Linked DNA regions of Sus scrofa: region 1 is linked to region 2. A link is a contact called in public Hi-C data. All regions are on one chromosome and are shown on one strand. The core of a region is the stretch at or near the end of the contact, and the rest is flanking DNA. Distances in the headings are between cores, read along the strand shown. Region 1 holds the start of AMBRA1 (activating molecule in BECN1-regulated autophagy protein 1). Region 2 holds the start of ZNF408 (zinc finger protein 408).

Evidence for each region. Hi-C and Micro-C count contacts between places; a contact is called where the count stands out from the background.
Region 1: a contact with region 2 is called in a Hi-C map of liver, with 5 times the contacts expected there. The contact joins the promoter of AMBRA1 here to the promoter of ZNF408 in region 2. A contact is called at or near these places in 2 of 5 promoter capture datasets (fetal liver and liver), 6 of 47 Hi-C or Micro-C datasets (fetal heart ventricle, heart right ventricle, liver and 2 more) and 2 of 2 datasets of contacts at active chromatin or transcription factors (alveolar macrophages and skeletal muscle).

Annotation. Positions count from the first base shown.
Region 1 is chr2:15,934,023-15,936,722 of Sscrofa11.1, reverse strand. It overlaps AMBRA1 (activating molecule in BECN1-regulated autophagy protein 1), which reads right to left and starts at 1,369. Exons shown (of 17, transcript XM_021085245.1): 1 at 1,138-1,369.
Region 2 is chr2:15,833,087-15,836,125 of Sscrofa11.1, reverse strand. ZNF408 (zinc finger protein 408) reads left to right here and starts at 1,577. Exons shown (of 5, transcript XM_003122824.6): 1 at 1,577-1,936; 2 at 2,242-2,519. The coding sequence starts at 1,819. It overlaps ARHGAP1 (rho GTPase-activating protein 1), which reads right to left and starts at 1,841. Exons shown (of 13, transcript XM_003122825.5): 1 at 1,383-1,841.

The DNA.
Region 1 (2,700 bases), core at 120-2,619, 100 kb before region 2:
AAAGTTTCCAAGCTGGGAGAGAGAAGGAAAACATAACGGAGTTCCCAGAGTGCTAACTTTCAGTTTAAATATCTGAATGATTTCTACACGAAGCTTTTTCACTCTAGTAACTAAGCCACTAATCGAATACAACAAAACTGGTCCAAAAGAGACTCCTTGAGTTTCATTTGGATTCTTCCTAGAAAGCAGTCTCTCAAGACAAATATCTGACTTCAAAACATTGACCATCCTCTGTAGGACATTAACTACCTAACACCATAGGTTAAAGACTTCCACCGAAAAACAGGCTGAAGGGAAAGAGGAGAAAAAAGTATCAACTGGAAAGCAAATCAAACAGCAAACAAAATTTCCTATCAAGAAAACAAAGTAACTGTCTCGCTAAAATGATACAGACTTTGAAAAGCAAAGCCAGACAAAAGATCGCGTGGTCCCTTTACTTCTTAAGTCTCCGGTGACAAAATCTATATTCCTAGGAAGAAGCGATCACGACAAGCCAACGACAAATCACTATGTGCATAAAATGACTGGTAAAGAGGGGGTGGGGGGGAGTAAACTGGTAAACGACCAAAAATGACTTATGGTGCATTTAAAGATCTGTCAGGGATATGAGAAAAAGTCACGTCCCAGCTTAGCCTCAGTTTCCCTACCCAAAAAAGTCAAGAATATGACACTTCGCTCAGAGGAGCCATAGGGCCCTGTTCCACAAACCTCCACCTATTCAAGGGTCCCTTCAAAGGGGACTCAGACTCAGAGGGTGTCCCCAGTGCAACTGAGTCATGACACCCGAAGCCTTTGGGGGGTGAAAGGAAAGAAAAGAAGGAGGGTCAAAGCGCGTAAAGCTCTATCCGTTCCTGGAAAGCAATTTCCCCATACACTGGGGGTGCCAACACTCGCCCCAGACCCAACATGCCCTCCTACCGAACCACACCGGGCAGCCCAAGCATCTCTCCGTCCTTCCGGCTTCTTCCTCGGTTCCCTGTCGCCTCTCCGACCGCGCCCCCGAACGCGGCCGGGTAGCTCCTCCTCTGGCCGTGTCTCCGCGGCCGACCCACCCTCCCACCCGCCGGCGCCAAGGTCTTCTCAACCCGGCGGCGGTAGGATGCCGGGCTGGGCCTCCCAGGCTCCTCCCGGGCCTACCTGCAAGGCCGGCGGGGGCTCGGTCTGCAGCCCAGCGGATGGACTGAACCACAGATAGAAGAAGCAGCTGGAAGGAAGCAAGGGGTCCGCTCTACCGACCAGCGGGAGAAAGCAGTCTGAGCGCGGGGCCTTGCGGATAAGTCAGCCCTGGACCCGGCGACGCCGCCGCTCGGGAGACATCAAGCAAGAAGACGGCGCAAAAGATCACCGAATACACGAACGCCCCAGACATCAAAGGAGGAGCGCCCAAGCAATCGTTCAAGGAACTCGAGTCGAGCGCCGAAAAACAGCTTGCTCCCACTCAAGGTCCGGCTTATGTCCAAGGCATAAACAAACAAACCCAGATCATAAACAATGGAGTAAAGTAGTCTGGGCTTCTGCCATTTTCTGTCTCGGCTGCCGGCTAAATTGTTTAGAGAACCGGAGTTTTTCTTGAGCGTGTTGACGATTAAGTCAGAGTATAATAACACTTGCTATCTAACTATGTTATGGACCACCTACACTATTTATCCCAACTCAGCAAATTTGACCTTAGTTTCCTCATGGAACAGTGAGATGAATTAGATAGATATAATAGAGGCATAGAGAGAATGAGAGAATCCAGGCTGAGGAACGAAATGAATAGTCTCTCTTGACGCTCCAATTTAACGGCCATAAGCACAGCAGAGAGAAGCTGGGAAAATTCAGTGTTAAGTTTGAACTTAAGGCCAGAAAAAAATATATATTGCTTTTTTATTATATTCCAAAGACCTAGGACCACAGGTGTGCTTCTTACACAATAACTGAAAGTCTCTTTGGATTCCGAAACTAATAAAGTGTGTTGACATTTTTATCATCATGAAAACTTTCCAAAGTCTCTTAGTAGACAGTAACATATGGTCAGCACAAATATGGATTGAAATCTTCATCCCAGGCACAATTTAATAAATCATATAGATCACTACATATGGATTACCAACTATAATAGTTTACCTTACCTCTTAAGGAGAGAGGAGACTGGGAGAGAAAGATGTAAAACAAAAACAAGGAGTTCCCATTTGTGGCTCAGTGGTAACAAACACAGCTAGTATCTATGAGGATGTGGGTTCGATCCCTGGCCTTGCTCAGTGGGTTAAGGATCTGGCATTGCCATGAGCTGTGGTGTAGGCTGCAGATGAGGCTCGAATCTGGCAATGCTGTGGCTGTGGTGTAGGCTGGCAGCTGCAACTCCAATTCAGCTCCTAGCCTGGGAACTTCTCTATGCCACTAGTTCGACCCTTAAAAAAAAAAAAATCCTGTGATTTCCCTTATGGTGCAGCAGATTAAAAATCCACTGTCGGAGTTCCCACCATGGCTCAGTTGTTAACAAATCCAACTAGGAACCATGAGGTTGTGAGTTCGATCCCTGGCCTCACACAGTGGGTTAAGGGTCCGGCATTGCCGTGAGCTGTGGTAGAGGTCGCAGATGTGGCTCGGATCCTACATTGCTGTGGCTGTGGTGTAGGCTGGCGGCTACAGCTCCAACTGGACCCCTAGCCTGGAAACCTCCATATGCTGTGGGTGTGGCCCTAGAAAAGACGGAAA
Region 2 (3,039 bases), core at 328-2,827:
GGCTGCCTAAGACTCCTGTCACAGTCCTGCTTCACTCTGCAAAATATGTCTTACTCTCAAATTAACGTTTCTCTTCTCAGGAGATAAAATATGTACCTTTCCTAAATCCTTCAAGACTCACTTTAGGCAGAGGTTTTACCTTTGGGAAGTCCTGGAGTTCTCTGGAATTCTGATGAACTGTCTGGACTCATTCCCCAAAAATCAGCATACTCATGAAATCTTGCATGAAATTTTAAGGGGTTCACAGACCCTCTTAGAATCACTGTTTAAGAATCCCTGACCTGGAGTTCCCACTGTGGCGCAGTGGGTTAAGAACCTCACTGCAGGGGTTTGGATCGCTGTGAAGTTCTATCCCGGGTGGGAGCAGTTGGTTCAAGGATCTGGTGTTGCCACAGCACAGGTCAGCTACTGCTGGGATTCAATCCCTGGCCCATGGAACTTCCATGTGCTGCGGGTGTGACCATTAAAAACAAACAAACAGCCTTGACCTACTCAAAATTACATCTGGCACAGAGTAGATGCTCAGTCATTTGCTGAATTACTGAAGGAATCAATTTGTATCCTAAGAGGAAAAGGGAAGCAACCACGATGAACTGGATACAAATTATCTTTTCACATCAGCACCAGAGAAGTACAGTTCCAGAAATGTGAAGACCAGAAAAAATAAGAGTCATACAGTAAAGTCAAGATTTTAATCCATGTCTATCTAAGGTGGTCTCTTTGTGCAGGTCAATCCTTCAATACTTCTCTTAAGTGACTGTCATTCATATGATTCTCAAAGTTCTACAAAAGGGCAAAGTAAAGCTTCTCTAAACTCCTCCAAGGAGAACTGAAATAACTTGAAATCATATTCTCTGGAATTGTGATAGGCCTCCTAGTTAGGGCTCCAGAATTGCAAAAATGCAAACCCCACAATACAAAGCAAGCCTTTCAACTACAATCACGTTTGCATAAAGCCTCATGGTTCACAAAAACCGGATTGGGTGCTACAATCCTGTCTCACAGGTTAAGAAAGAGACATGAAAGCGTGGCCTAATAAGTAGCAAGGTGGAACACTTCGCCCGAATTTCTTGTTTTAGCACTTCCCCAGATCGGACGAGGGAGACTTCCCCTTCCCATGAGTTTACTCGATGACAGCGAGCGAGAGGCCAGGAAGAAGCCAGCAAAAGAAGCAAAGTCCTCTCGCTGCAGACCCGCGAGTGGGGCAGAATCCCGGCAGCGGGAAGGCCAGGTTCCCAGGCCCCATTCCACCCCTGCTCCCTTCCTCGGATCCGCTTGGATGCTCCCCATCCGGACCCCATCCCTTCAAATGACCTGGCCAGTCCTTTTCCTTCCCGCCCCGCCCCCAACCTCCCAGGCAGAACTTGCACCCCGCAGCTCACCGTGGTCGGGTACCGCTCCCTCTGCCACGCCTGTCAAAGATCGGCAAACATCCGGCTCCGAGGTGGAACGGGAACCGCCCCCTCCCTGTCTCTTCACTCCCAACCACTTCCGCCACACCTCCAACCCACTTCCGACCCGCTGCCCGGTCCAAACATGGCCTTTCCAGGATCCCCGCCCACTTCCTGTACGTGCTGCTCACGTGCCTCCTTGGCTGCGGTGGAGTAGAACCGTCCGATTCGTCCCTCCCAAAAGGAGGCCCTGGAACAGTTAGTTCCGATGTTCCGGGTACTCGAATCTCTGGTGGACCTCCGGAATCCTTAGCTCGTATTCTTCTCGGACAGAGATTCGCCTCACCAGAATTCCCAAACTCCTGGTCTTGTGCACCAGTTAAGGCTGACTCTTACGATTCGTTCCCGAGAGGAAATTTGGGTGTCAATGACTGTTTCCGGGAGGAGCCTAGAAGGTGACACTCACTTCCGGCGGAGGGAGGCTTTTCGATCCGGGATGGAGGAGGCGGAGGAGCTTCTCTCGGCGAAGGGAAGACTGCAGTTCGGTGAGCGGCCTGCGGTGTCTCCGACCCTCGGCTCAGATATTCCTGACGTTCTCTGGTCAACTCTTATCCCCCGACCCTTTTCCTCCCGAGCCTGGCATCCTCCTCCGGTGCCCTCAAAATCTCGGGGGCTTCTTTTAAGAGCCCTCGAAGTCCCTCAGGTCTTTTCGGGGCCCCTTAGAGTCTTTATATATCTCTCAGACTCTTGAGGCCTAGCTGGACCTAGGGTTTTCTCCCTCATCTTTCCCCACCCCACTACCTCTTGGGCGGCTTCCTCACTTCTTCACTGTCTTCCTCTCTCGCTGCAGTCCCCGGCCCACGCCTGGACCCGGACTCAGGATGGAGCCCTTCCGGAGAAGGCTGTGCACAGGGACCCAAAGATTTCCCAGCCAGACCGACCCGAGCCATCCTCGCTCTAAAGAGCCTCCCCCGGGGCTTGGCCCTAGGTCCCTCACTGACCGAGGAACAGCGCTTGGGGGTCTGGTGTGTCGGGGAACCCTTGCAGCCGGGACTGCTCTGGGGACCACTGGAAGAGGAGTCTGTCTCTAAGCAGAAGGGTGATGCAGCGGAAAGAGAGCAAAAAGAGGTATTAAGGGATCGGGCATCTCCCTTCCATGATTGAAAATTTAGTTCAGACATTTCTTGTTAGAAGATGCAGAGTATTTAAAGGGATAGGAGATGGTTTGGCCCCCTTCTGTCCAGGACTGTCTTTTCTCCTTCCTTGCAGTAATTAAGAGGTGCAAAAAATTGTTAAAAGCTGAATTAGTAGAGTGTTAGCAGTTACAAAAGTCAAGAACAAAGGTTTTGGGAATTAAAAAGCCCCTGGGATCAAATCTCAGCTTTGTCACTTAGCTGGTCAGATGGCATGTAAAATAAAGGAATGGCTCTTTATTTTAATCCTCCAGGATTATTTGGAGGGAAAGGTGAAACAGCACAGGTAAAAGATTTCATTGCATAACTCCTGAAAAAATTTTAAATTTGAGGTACCTCTTACTTCTGTTTGGTACTCATTGAAAGGAAGTAATATGTTCAATTCAGTAATTTTTCACACTTTGGGAGGGAGGTGTGGGGACAATTTTTTTTTTTTTGGCCTTTACTGAAGGAAA